Regions from separate parts of the Mus musculus genome. Here all the other regions are linked to region 1. The links are chromatin contacts, called in public HiChIP or PLAC-seq maps. All regions are on one chromosome and are shown on one strand. Each heading gives the region's core, a stretch centred on a gene start, on an enhancer-like site or on the middle of the called end of the contact. The rest is flanking DNA. Distances are from core to core; before and after follow the strand shown.

Region 1 (4,390 bases), core at 548-3,047:
GTGTTCTGCATTAACAAATACTCAGCAAAATTTTGTCTTTATGTAAAAATAAACAAGTATGTCCACCTTGTTAGTATGCAGATTTTTATTTCTTAATATCTGTATATGTTCCATTTATATACCCGCTTGATATGTCTGTACACCTGCAATGACATAAAAAGTTCTTGGCTGAAAAAGGTTCTAAGTGGAAAAAGTATAAGAAGCCCTGTCTTAAAAATCACACATGCACACGTGCGCGCATGCGCACACACACACACACACACACGCACACACACACACACACACACACACACACACACACACACACACACACACACCACTGAGAGGTTCCCAAGCTGCTGTTTTGGACTAAGGATTTCCACCTGCTGTATGGACAATTTACAGAAAGTCACCCATTGACGAGTCCCTAGACAATTTATGTCCAGTTACATTGTCAAAGAGCAGCCACCCAACTCGGTTGTTTATCTCTGGTAAGAATCCTATAAAGTCTGATGAGCCAGCCTGTGAGCCTCCTTTCTCTCCATGAGGGAATGTGCGTAGGTCCATGTTCCCAGGTGCTTTGATTTTTGAATTCTTGTAGAACATGTTTTAACAGGACATTTTGATGCTATCACATTCGTAAACACGAATAGGCTTTGTTTATTTGTTGTACGAAGCCATCGTCATTGATATACTAATAGCAGTGTTATTAAATGGATAGCTAATAAGAAATGGGCACTCGCCGAGCGGTTGGTGGCGCACGCCTTTAATCCCAGCACTTGGGAGGCAGAGGCAGGTGGATTTCTGAGTTCGAGGCCAGCCTGGTCTACAGAGAGAGTTCCAGGATAGTCAGGGCTGCACAGAGAAACCCTGTCTCGACCCACCCCCCCGCCCCCCCCAAAAAAGAAAGAAATGGGCACTCATAAAATACCAAAGTAACTACACATAGTTGGCCTTTTCCGTAAGTAAAAATTTATCGTGGAGGAGTTACGTTGTCGTTATTGTGTTACATTTCTGAGGAAAAAGGTATCCTGGCAGGTGAGAGCCAAAAAATATCTATCACAAAGTCACACCTTAAAACAAATGTACACAGATTTATTAGGAGGGAAGAAACCAGGAGGATGGTTGTCTCTGCTTGGGTGAGAAGCAACAGGGAACTAACTAAGCAGAAGATACGGCTTAGATAGGTTCCTTGTGTGGGGGAGGGGGGAAGGGAAGCAGAGCTTTCCAGGGTGGAGATTGGTGGAATTTGAAGTCCTGCGCTTGGTTTGTTTGTTTGTTTTTTTTTTTTTTTTTTTTTTTTTTTATTCTATGGGGTGGGGCTGGGCCTTAGAGCAGTTAAGAATGTTATGTGGGTGGAGCCTAGCGGTTAGAGGTCCTCAAGAGAGGGGCTGACCACACGTATAGGGCTATGGTTATTTTACCCATTGCTCAAGTATTCTGTCCCATTATACTAATGCTGTAATCTTGCCCAAAATGTTTGATTTGAGTCTAATAAGGCCCTTTCAGTAATGTCCAGCTTTTTGTTAACTACAAAATAATATAAACACATGGCGCCTAGAAGACACGGACAAACTGAAAATGCTGGGACATTCTACACTGGAGTGCCTGTATTTCTTTCTCTAATATTTAGTAACAGCAATAAAAGAACTATTTTGTTACATATTCTAAGTTTGTCTTTTTAAGTTTACTTTTTATTTTCTGAGAATTTCATAGATGAGTCCTGAATCTGCATCATTATTTCCACACCTCCCCAAGCACAACAAGATGTAGCACAGGGCCCTCAGTTGGATCCTAGTCTCAACAAAGCTGCTGTAAAAGGGCTCACGTCATAGCAGTGAGAGGAATTTTAGTGTGTCGGGGTATACAGAGCACATGATTGTGGAGTTATTATCAACTTTAATTCTCTTTTGGCTAGGTCTTAGTTTTTAAATATACATATTAAGATTTAGGAGAAAAATGTTAGTGACTTATTCAATTGAACATTTCTAGCATGACCTAGGGAATGTGCTTCTGAAGAAGGTGGCAGATTTGGGGGCCCACCAGAAACCATTAGCACACTGCATGCTGGCTTCCCAGCATGAAAGCAAGGACTGTGAGTATTCTGCCCCACCCTGCAGCCCATTGTAAGGCAGAACCTAGTATGGAGGAGGGACTCCAGTACATTTTTTAAAGGACTGAAGATGCAAAAGGAATGCAAAAATTACATTCATTGAGAATTCAGCAAGTGTTAATTCATGAGATCTCTATATACCTAGAAGCAAGTGTACCTGGCACATTGTGGCCATGTAACAATGAGGGCTAAAAAGCTAAGAGGGATCTTTAGGTAGTGTGTGGCTCAGTGGCTAATGTGCTGGAAGCAATTGCAAGGACTGGAGTTAAAAGCACTGTAAATGCTGGGTGGGCATGGTGTCTGACCTGTAATTCCAGCTCTCAGAAAGCAGACCCTAGAGCACACTGGCCAGCTAGACCAGCCATACTGGTGAGCTCTGGGTTCCTTTGGGAGACCCTGCCTTAATGAATAAAGTACAGAGAATTCAAGGAAGACCCCAAAGGTCAAATTTGTGCCTTCAAGCACATGTGCACACATGTGCAGCTACACACATATGCAGAACACACACACACACACACTAAAAGGAAAAACTATGAAATTGCAAAGAGTGAAATGGAAAAGAGAAATCATTGAAATTGTAAAATAACTGTTAAAATAATGTTCCTAATTTAATTGTTCCATAGTCACTCAAAGTCTGCAGTATTGAAATGGTTTGCTGTGGTAAGAGAAAAATAACCAAATATTAAATACTAAATTCTGGGTGTTTTTCAAGAGATTTTTAGAAATATAGGTAAGTCCTTTTTCTCCCCTCTCCACCTTCTGCCTTTCTCCTTATACCGTTTTAGTGAGATAGTAAGACACATGTTTGCTGCCTTGCTGGCAAAATACATCCAAGTAGCTAAATACATCCAAGTAGAAAAATTTCTCTTTCACCTTTAACCAAAAGAATTAGTTAAATTTCTATTATATACATATTCAATATATATGAAACATGAATTTAAATTAAAAATCTTGCTCTTGAAGAGTTAACATCAACACAAAGAAAATACAGTGTTGAAGGTATACTTCAATTGGTAGAGTGCTCACCCAACATGTATGGATCCCTAGGCTCAAGCCACAGTTCTGCATGAGTGTGGTATACATGTCTGTAATCCCAGCCTTCAGAAATTCAAAATTAGCTTTGCTACATGGCAAATTAGAGGCACACCTTAGGCTACATGGGACTCTTTCAAACACACACACACATGCACACACACACATACATTTAAAAAAAGAAATTTAGAAGAACTCCAAGGACACCTTTTTTTCTTATATTTACATTCACAATGAGCTTTGGCAGCAAAATTTCATTTATTCTTGAAATGAGATGTTATTTCAAGATGTTACTCTTGAAATAGGATGGGTTTTAAAAGTTAAAGGCCAGCCAGGCGGTGGTGGTGCACACCTTTAATCCCAGCACTTGGGAGGCAGAGGCAGGTGGATTTCTGATTTTGAGGCCAGCCTGGTCTACAAAGAAGTGAGTTCCAGGAGAGCCAGGGCTATACAGAGAAACCCTGTCTTGAAAAACCAAAAACACCCACCCACCCCCCCAAAAAAAAACCAATAAAAGTTAAAGGCCTATGGATACAGATTAGTGTAGAGTGCTTGCTTTAAGTGTAGCTTAAAGACCTGAGTTTTACCCCCAGCACTGAAAAGATAGACTTCTAAAACATTTTTTAGAAAGCATATACTCAGCAGGGCATGGTGGTGCACTCCTTTAATCCCAGCACTTGGGAGGCAGAGGCAGGCAGATTTCTGAGTTCGAGGCCAGCCTGGTCTACAAAGTAAGTTCCAGGACAGCCAGGGCTATACAGAGAAACTCTGTCTCGAAAAATCAAAAACAAAACAAAACAAAAACAAAAAACATATACTCACCAGGCAGTTGTGGCACATGCCTTTAATTCCAGCATTTAAGAAGCAGAGACAGGTGGATCTCTATGAGTTCAAGGTTATGGTTTACAGATTAAGTTCCAGGACAATCAGGACAATACAGAGATTAAACCAAAACCAGCCGGGCGTGGTGGCGCACGCCTTTAATCCCAGCACTTGGGAGGCAGAGGCAGGCGGATTTCTGAGTTCAAGGCCAGCCTGGTCTACAGAGTGAGTTCCAGGACAACCAGGGCTACACAGAGAAACCCTGTCTCAAAAACCCAAAAAAAAAAAAAAAAAAAAAAAACCAAAAAACCAAAAAAACAAAACAAAACAAAACAAAACAAAACAAAACAAAAAACCAAACAACAAAAACCAAAGCCAAAACAAACCACCATCACCAAAAACAAAACAAACAAAACATACACTCATATAAATGCCAAAAGACAA
Region 2 (4,390 bases), core at 1,370-3,869, 79 kb after region 1:
TCTATATGACTGTATAGGAGCATGGTCCGGAGACAGCTCAGGAGGACTCACGAATTTTTCTGTGCATGGAAAATCAAAGAGCTTCAGCAGCCCGAAGTCATCCCCTGTGACAATGTTCAAGCCAGCATGGGTCACACATGCACAGTTGACATCAGCCTTGTCTGCGTTTCGTGGCCAGATTCCAATGACTTCATCTCCGAGAACACTGTTCCAAGAGGAAAAGGTATTAGGAAGATGGGACATAGTTTCCTAGGGTTGTTGTCCCCTCCTAAGGTAAAAAGTAGATAGGAATTGTAGGTCATTTGGTCACGTGGGCACACCCTGCTCTGCATTTTCACCACCAGGCACAGCCCTTCCCCAACTCCCCTACATTCCAGAAAGAAAACTTTTATTTTATTTTTTCTTCCTTATAGTTCCACTGAATATGTATGTTGGCAAGGACAGAGTTCCTGTACCTTTTATCTTTAGGTTACTAGAAGCTTCATTGTTGCTGGGCTTGGCAAAACATTTGAACTTGCTGAATGTGGCTTGGGGTTGGTACGAATGATTAAACAAAAAGAAAGCCCTGATCGCATAAAATCCTCCCCTAAGCCAGTGTCTAGCAGCTTTGCATCCTCCCCCACTGAGAAAAGACAGTTTCATCTCAGCTCTTCCTATCCTGGCCATCACAAACCCAGAGGCAGAGCTGGGGCCTCTTCCTCAACCAGAGTTCTCTTCATTTACCTTGTCCAGGAAGCCCAGGTGATCTTCTCAACAACCATGGCTTCAGTTACTTGCTTCCCCAGGGGAACTTCATGTACTTGGCGCTTATAGGCTCCTGTTGACACCTGCAAGAGGAGAGGAACTGAGTCCATCTGCTTCCTCAGTTCCACAGACTCTCTTGGCTGTCTTTCCCAACACTAACTCTGCCCCAGTTACGCTTTTCTTTAAATCCAAACTCAGCTCCTGGCTACAAAGCCAATAAACAGTCCGTTGCCCCACAGCCCATGCTAAAATTCATAGGTAGGGTGTGTTCTACCTCCCCAACCCCTGTCAACACACAACAGCCTATGTTAAAATTCAGAGTATCTTCTATCCATTTCTACCCCCACCACGAGGGATGGTGAACATGTCAAGTGCCCTCTTGGAGTCTCCTAAAGGAAACTGGCCACTGTTTTCACATTAAAGGACACTTGCCAGTGTCTTACATCCTAGGTCTCTTCTCTCCCCATGGGGATGGTGTCTCTACCCATGTCACCAGGGTTTTCCTTGAGTTCATGGAAAGATCCTAAATCTTTCCCACCTCAGGTTTTCAATGCAGATGGCTTGGGACAGAAATCCTGCCCCCTTTGTTAACTCCCTCCTACAGGGCAGACATTGCTCAGCCTAACGAATGCTTTTTTAGAAGGGAGGCAGGTCTAAGTTGAGTGCCTCTTCAGATGCTGCCTGACAAGCTACACTTTGCCTTGACTGTCAGTCCTTGCCTTCTCCATGGAAGTGTGATAAGCTCCAGAAGAAATGAACATACTATATCTATCCAAAAGCCTGCCTAGCTGAGGCTTTGTTGGATACATTTGAAAAATGAATATAGGTTCTCCTCTCCTCCCCCTCTCCCTTCTTCCTTCCTTCCTTCCTTCCTTCCTTCCTTCCTTCCTTCCTTCCTTCCTTCCTTCCTTCCTCCCTCCCTCCCTCCCTTCCTTTCCTTCCTTCCTTCCTTCCTTTCTTTTTCTTTCTTGTTTTTTGAGGCAGGGTTTCTCTGTGTAGCCCTGACTGTCCTGGAACTCACTTTGTAGATCAGGCTGGCCTTGAACTCAGAAATCTGCCTGCCTCTGCCTCCCAAGTGTTGGGATTAAAGGTGTGCCCCACCACCGCCTGGCTTAAGCACTCCTCTTTCCAGGCTCACAGATGCTGAATGCTGAAGTAACTTCTGTTGTTAGCCACAAGTCCCAAAGGTAGGACCCCTTGATCTTGCCTCTCAGCTGTGCAGAGACCCAGTCGTGAGGTCTCCAGCCCATTCTGGAATGCAGCAGCCATACTTCCCAATAGAATTTGGAGAATAAACAATAGCAAGCTTAGAAGTGCAGACCTAAAGAACTAGAAATTCGGAAGTTTTCTAAAACTTATTGAAATTAGTCCTCCGGTGCATGTGCGTACATGCAAATGCCTGCTGTGGTACTTGCCAGAGGACAAATTGTAGGGATCAGATCTCTCCTTCCATCATGTGGGTCAGGGGGAGGGGTTGGACTTGGTTAGCAGCAGGCACAGTTACCTGCTGCGCCATCTCCTCAGGCAGAAATGAGGAAATTTTGATGATGAGCTGGTGGAGGTAGGGTAAAGGTGACTGGGGATATGTTCCCTGGTATTCATGTTTTGTTTTTGTTTCTTACGAAAAGACTTGTACACACAGACACACACACACAATTACTTTCCTAATTATCCAAGCCTCTGTCTCTACATTTATAAAATAGGGATAGTACTTGGAAGTTAGCATGGTGCCCAGGACACAGTAAGCACTCATGTGGAAACAGTGTTTTTTCTTGGTTGCCCCTGAGACAAGTTAACGAGAAGCATACCTGAATGTATTTGCTGTCTGCAGAAAAGTCCATCTGAATGACAAAGCTTGGGATGTCTTTGCAGTAGCCGATCCGGTTCAGACTTGTGCCCTGAGTAAGGTCATAGAAGTCAACTGTCTGCTCAGAAGACCCCACAGCTAAGAATCTGTTGTCTGGGCTGATTCTAGAGGGGGAAATCAAAAGCAAGGTCCATGAGGAGGCAGATCTGGACACACAAAGATGGGCTAGCTCTGTCTCAAGCCCAAAGACATGTGCCTAGCTTCTCCCCAGTTTCTATGAAATTAAACAATTTTTCTGAATCTAATCCCACAGGGGAAAAAAAATGGTGTTATGCAGTCTTTGGTAGAATTACAAGTATTTTTATCACCATATCTAAAAAGACTGTGTGGGAGGTACCCTTGATTAGCCTGCTGTGGAAGCAACCCTTTCAACACAGTTCCCCCAGCTCTGTCTCCCCACCATCCCCAGAAGGACCCATGTCAGGAGCGCTTACCCTTCTGGCTCAGACCACTCACTATATACCTGATATCTTTTATTTTTTTGTACCTGATATCTTGGATGGCAGATTTCCGGTCTCGTTTTTTCCCCCAAACTTTCAGGGTGTTCACCAGCAAGATGACAAACTCTCCATTCTTCATGCCAATGGCCACCATCTCCCCATCAGGGCTATAGGCTGCACACCTGGCCGCATGGCCCAGGTTCACCTTGTTTAACAGTTTCTACATGAAGACACAGAGAGACATGTAAGCCCTTACCACTTGTGCTGATCTCTAGGGGAAATCATCAGGACAGGGAAATCAGACTACTTCAGCTCCCACTAAAGGCCACCAATGCGATCTCATAGTAGAGCTACTTGGGGGATAGCACCTTTTAGGACAGGGTTTGGCAAACATTGCCTGTTATGTTGTCATAACTTTACATTGAGCACTGTAGGATCTGTGTTCTAATTACCAGCTTTGTCATGACAATTGTGGACAGTAGTAACAAATGTGGCTTCACCTATTGAAACAGGCAGCTGGCTAGACACAGGCCTTAGGCTTTGCCAGGCTCTTGCTAAAGGAAAAGCATGCGAACTTACTAGCCAGATCTTGACTGGACCCTCACTTTCTAGTTGGGTATGTGTGTATACATTATTGCCATTACCACGGAGCAGAAAGGATACTGATAGTAGCGTTGGAAGATTTTTGTAAGTATTAACAATAGCATACAGGAAACATCCATTATACAGTGAGTTTTCAGTGAGTAGAAGCCGTTTTTAGTAAACTTAATAGCTTTAGAACTAAACTATATAACACATGCATGTGTTTGCATGGCTGCTCTTTGACCCTTACATTAAAACTGTGACCAAAGTTTTTCCTAGCCATTTTGAAACAGAATTTGGCATTTATTTTGTGCTGGATAAGGTTCAGTGACCTTTTTTTTTTTCCTTCATATCTTATATTTTTACCCCAGATGAGCTTTAAAGTTGCTTTCCCAACCTTCCCGGAATCTGACGGGAAATCTGTCACTCTCAAACATTTGTATCTCTCTCGTTCTCCTCCTGTCCTTTTATAAAAAGATAGTAACTCTCGGTTTGATTATTCCAGAATTATCAACATGTGGGGCTCAGTAGAGTGTTTGAACATGCACTCTAACACGCATGAAGCCCTTGGTTTGATCCCCAAGCACTGCATTACCAGTGCTGGACAAGTAGAGGCAAGAAGAGTCAGAAGGTTCCATGTCTTCCTTTATTTCATATTGAGCTCAAGCTATAAGAGCTTCGTACTACAAATCTATCCAGACAAATGAACTGCTGAGAGTGCAGGTGGCATGTGTGAGGGACTTTTATTAGTAGGCTT
Region 3 (4,390 bases), core at 1,280-3,779, 73 kb before region 1:
TCTCTACAGTTAAGTGCCACTCACAGTCTTTAGGCAGAGTGGTTTGTAAAAGGTGACTTGTTAGCACACTGGAGAGGATGAAAGGAAGTGGCTGTGATAGGTGAGAAACTGGGAAGCCATTGTACTGACCAAATCAAACCATAGTTTGAAAGAGGCTCTTTTATGCTCTTCTCAGAAAGCAACAGAGGGGATACAACTCCAAAGGAAAGTGAGGTCAGTGACCTGGAAGGAAATACTGTCAGTGAATCATAAAGCATCTCTGTATGGAGAGCCAGAATGTTTTCTGCCTTTACTGTAGTTAAAAAAAAAAAAATTAACATGGGGTATGAGGAATTTAAGTTATACAGGGGAATACTTTAAAAAGATTTGTTTTTAATATTTATTTTTAGTTATTGTGTATGAGTGTTTTGTCTGCATGTATGCCTGTGCACTTTCTGTGTGAAGTGCCTGCTGAGGCCAGAAAGAAGAGTTCAGATATTCTGGGACTGGAATAATAGGTGGTTGTGAGCCATGTAGGTGCTACAAATTTAACTTGGGTCCTCTAGAAGAGCAGCAAGTGCTCTTAACCACTAAGCTGTTACTCCAGGACCTAAAGATTTATTTTAAAGTAAGTGCAAGTACTCCTAGAGGCCAAAGGCATCACAGTTCCTGGAGCTGGAGTTACCATGGTAACACACTGGGCATGAGTACTTGGAAATGAACTCAAGTCATCTGCAAGAGCAGTATGTGTGCTTAAGTTCTGTGCCATCTCTCTAGTCTATCAGGGAGACATATTTTATAAATAAAGTTTATATTTGGTAGTTTGGAAGTCATCTGTTGGACCTTACTATTAGTGTTGTAATCTACCATGTCCAGACAGCTTTCCTGAGCTTGAGCTTTTAACAGGGCTTGATCTGGGAAGCCCAACTCCTAAACCTTCTACCTAAGGAATCTCACAAAATCCTTGACAAAATTATAAGTTCAACTTCCTCTCTCCAGATACAACCTGCTCTGCCAGCACCTGGGATTCCTAGAGTGTCTCTCCATGCAAATGAGGCATTCCCAGTATGCTAAGCTCCAGCCAATGATTTACAGTCACCCTAAAAATCCCTTCCTACTCTCCAAGGTTTATATAGCTCTTGTTCACCCCAAATAAAGAGCACAAGCAGTTTCACTTAATATCATCTAAAAGAGCTGTAACATTGAAATCCTCAGAAAAGACACCCCCACTCCCACCCAACTCCCCAGCTCTCACTGCTTGAACCAAGATCTGCCTGAACTCCAAGAAAAGAAGCAGAACTCGGAACCATAGTCATCTTTAAAGATCTTCTTCCCTGACCTCCAACCCCAGACAGAGACTCTCTGTGTCCCTGGTTGTCCTGGAACTCTATAGACCAGACTGGCCTCAAACTCAGAGACCTACCTGCCTCTGCCTTCGAGTGCTGGAATTAAAGGTGTGTGCCACCATGCCTGGCTATCTTTAAAGATCTTTAAGAATTATCTGTACTCTTATCTGGCTGGTTGGTTAAGGCAAATGTGGTCCTCCAAGTGAAGGAATGACCTATTCAGCTCCTGTGCTCTGATGGCACATGCTGTGGCAGTGAGTGATATAACATCCAGCTACATTCTCTAAAGATAGAAGTTGTCTGACCAGGACCAGCAGGTAAAGATCTCTCAATGGTTAGTGGTACTCTGTTGTAGCCACCTGGGGCCACACGAACTGGGTTTTTGAGTGTGAGGCTGGAGCTGTAAAGGAGGGAATGGCAAGAGAAATAAAGAGACCAAGACAAATTTTTTGATCATGGCCCAATGTTTACTATCAGTCTGTGCTTATAAAAGGGGAAGCCCATCTCCTGCCATGCCAGGTTTCTTGGCTTTGTTGCTAAGTTGTTAGGACTAGTCTGTCAGAGTTATTAGCATTAGGTCACCAATTCCACAGGTTGTCAGCTATCTCAGGAATATCTCAGAAAGACAGTTCAGCCTCTCAGTGGTAGCGGAGTCTTGGAGAAGAGCAGCAGTGGGTGACAGAACAATAGAAGCATTGACCAGGTTGTCTCATTCACAGTGGCAGCAAGGTCTGAATCAGCCTGCTCAAGGCTGTGGGAGGCTACAATTCCTCTCTAAATATATAATAAAAATTAGTTGGACTGGGGCATAAAATTTATTTATGCTCCATAATCCTGCCTGGGAATTATGGTGGCTGGCGGCTGTGCCTGGCTTGGGAACTTAGATTTTCTATGAACTATTCTATCCATCAAGGAGAGTATGTGTAGCTTGCTTGTGTTTATTTTGCACAAACATGGCTCTGTGGTGTATTATTGATAAATCATGGCCTCTTGGCACATACTTCTGTCTTAGAATTTGAAATAGTCCAGAAATCTCAGTGGCCCGTGATCATAGCACACCTTATTCCCAATCAGACCAAAGTCACAATATATATATTCAATATGTTTCTTCCAATTGATGAATTTCTGCCACCTCTGCTTGCTGAAAGGAAGCCTGCACACTTGTTGAAGAGGAGCCTGTAGGGTGTTGACTGACCTGCTTGAAATACAAAGTCAAGAGAGTTCAAAAGCAACAGGATAAAGGCTGTCTTTGGGGAAGTCCAGGTACTCTATTCAGTTGCAAATTAGCAATGATCAAGCTCAAACTCTGGCTTCCAGGTGGCTTTGAGTATCAACAGAAAGGCTGTTTCTCATGTAAATAGGCTAAGCTCCAAGTTAACTCTGCTAGCTAATGAAGATGTTTAGCTATCTTCATAATAGAAATCTCTGATATTGGGATTATTACTAAACCAGTCCAAGATTGAGTTAGAGTAACTGGTCACATTAAAGGAAAGAGAAGCCAGGCGTGGTGGCGCATGCCTTTAATCCCAGCACTCGGGAGGCAGAGGCAGGTGGATTTCTGAGTTCGAGGCCAGCCTGGTCTACAAAGTGAGGTCCAGGACAGCCAGGGCTATACAGAGAAACCCTGTCTCGAAAAACCAAAAAAAAAAAAAAAAAAAAAAAAAAAAAAAAGGAAAGAGAAGAATCATTATAACTCCTCCTTATAACTAATTTTTCTAAGTCAGTTTCCACGGTCTCTAATGTTCTCTGTCCTACATGGTTAAGAAGCTTGAAGCAAGGCAGCTTAGCTTGTCTAATCTGGGACAAAGGCAAGCAAAGGTGGGTCAAGAACATATACCCAGCTTTCTTGTCACCATAGTCAGGGCATTCAGCAAACTCACAGGTCAGCATTCAGCAAACTAACAGGAATCATTTTGGCAACTGTCATGTTCCTGCAGCATTCTGTGGCGAAAACACAAGCATGTCCTCTTCCTCATATTAAGTACCTGTTCAGGATCAAGCCATATGACAATAAGTAGACCCTTTTCATCTCACCTAGACATGAGTATACCTAGTTTTAAGATACTGTAAGGCATTTAGTAAGTTCTTTGACATCCAAATTTTAAAATTTTTTAAATAAAAATGTAATTTAAATAATGTGCATGGGGATATAATTCCTCCCCTTCTTTGTTTTTAAAGAAGTTATAGTTTTTAAAGTTTCACAATACTTTGACTTTGAGAAATATATAAAAAAAATTTCAGTAGCATGGGTAACTTTAAATTGTTGATAAAACATGTCAAATACTTGACAGCTATAGCCAGTTCTAATATCTGTTTTAGTCTGATTTGGAACACCAAGTATATAAAAAAATTTTTTTTAACATAGGCAATGACACTTTTAGTTGTTTCTCTTGTGGAGTAGTTGTAACTAGAAAGCCTGAAAAGGTATCAATAGTCACATGTGTATATTTTATATATTTATTTACTTATTAATCAGAAATAAGAGTATCTATTTGCAACAGTTAAGTATAGGTCCTCAAGAATTAACACCATTATATGGAAACAAGTAGAAATGGAGGACACTAAGAACAAAGTTTTACAATTCGACACGTACGTTTTTTTAAAATACCAAAATATTACCTTAAGCCATTACTATTTTGATGATGTAAAGAATGAGATTTTATGGCCGGTTATTTTTGTGTAAGGTCTATAATCTGCCTGGGATATACAAGCATCTAGAACAAAAATTTTAAATGTCCAAAGACAGTCTTTTTAAAGGAATAGCATTTTTTTATGAGTAGTATATGAATAAACAGTTGCAAATTTGAGAATTCATAGTATGTGAGAGACAAACAATTTTAAGCAATTGTAATCTCTGATATATATATATGTGTGTGTGTATCAAATTAAAGTTTGTTTATTTTAACATTTTAAAACACCATCTATAGCACACAATTTAATTATTTGTGCTGAAGCAGGAGGAAACACAAAAGAATAAACATGATCCAATCACATACACTTTTTTTCCCATAGAAGGGCTGTTTTTAAATATAGTAAATGGGATGCATGCATGAATTTATAGAAAA

The links. HiChIP or PLAC-seq counts read pairs in DNA pulled down with a chosen protein or histone mark.
Region 2: a contact with region 1 is called in an H3K27ac HiChIP or PLAC-seq map of embryonic stem cells, with 5 read pairs. The contact joins two enhancer-like sites. A contact is called at or near these places in 1 of 115 datasets of contacts at active chromatin or transcription factors (embryonic stem cells) and 2 of 9 other capture datasets (adipose tissue and liver).
Region 3: a contact with region 1 is called in an H3K27ac HiChIP or PLAC-seq map of embryonic stem cells, with 18 read pairs. The contact joins two enhancer-like sites. A contact is called at or near these places in 11 of 484 Hi-C or Micro-C datasets (the AtT-20 cell line, Th2 cells, cerebral cortex and 3 more) and 4 of 115 datasets of contacts at active chromatin or transcription factors (embryonic stem cells and epiblast stem cells).

What each region holds. Positions count from the first base shown.
Region 1 is chr11:29,668,649-29,673,038 of GRCm38.p6, forward strand. No RefSeq gene overlaps it. Among named protein-coding and RNA genes, the nearest start is that of Rtn4, 22 kb to the right of the region's middle. Within about 2 kb of position 1,798, at least 4 of the 459 cell types and tissues checked have an H3K27ac peak or open chromatin away from gene starts, as enhancers often do. A contact at or near this core is called in embryonic stem cells, where this site is marked.
Region 2 is chr11:29,746,707-29,751,096 of GRCm38.p6, forward strand. It overlaps Eml6 (echinoderm microtubule associated protein like 6), which reads right to left. Exons shown (of 42, transcript NM_146016.2): 37 at 3,099-3,271; 38 at 2,553-2,715; 39 at 724-827; 40 at 52-205. Among named protein-coding and RNA genes, the nearest start is that of Rtn4, 56 kb to the left of the region's middle. Within about 2 kb of position 2,620, at least 8 of the 459 cell types and tissues checked have an H3K27ac peak or open chromatin away from gene starts, as enhancers often do. A contact at or near this core is called in embryonic stem cells, where this site is marked.
Region 3 is chr11:29,594,737-29,599,126 of GRCm38.p6, forward strand. No RefSeq gene overlaps it. Among named protein-coding and RNA genes, the nearest start is that of Gm12092, 49 kb to the right of the region's middle. Within about 2 kb of position 2,530, at least 5 of the 459 cell types and tissues checked have an H3K27ac peak or open chromatin away from gene starts, as enhancers often do. A contact at or near this core is called in embryonic stem cells, where this site is marked.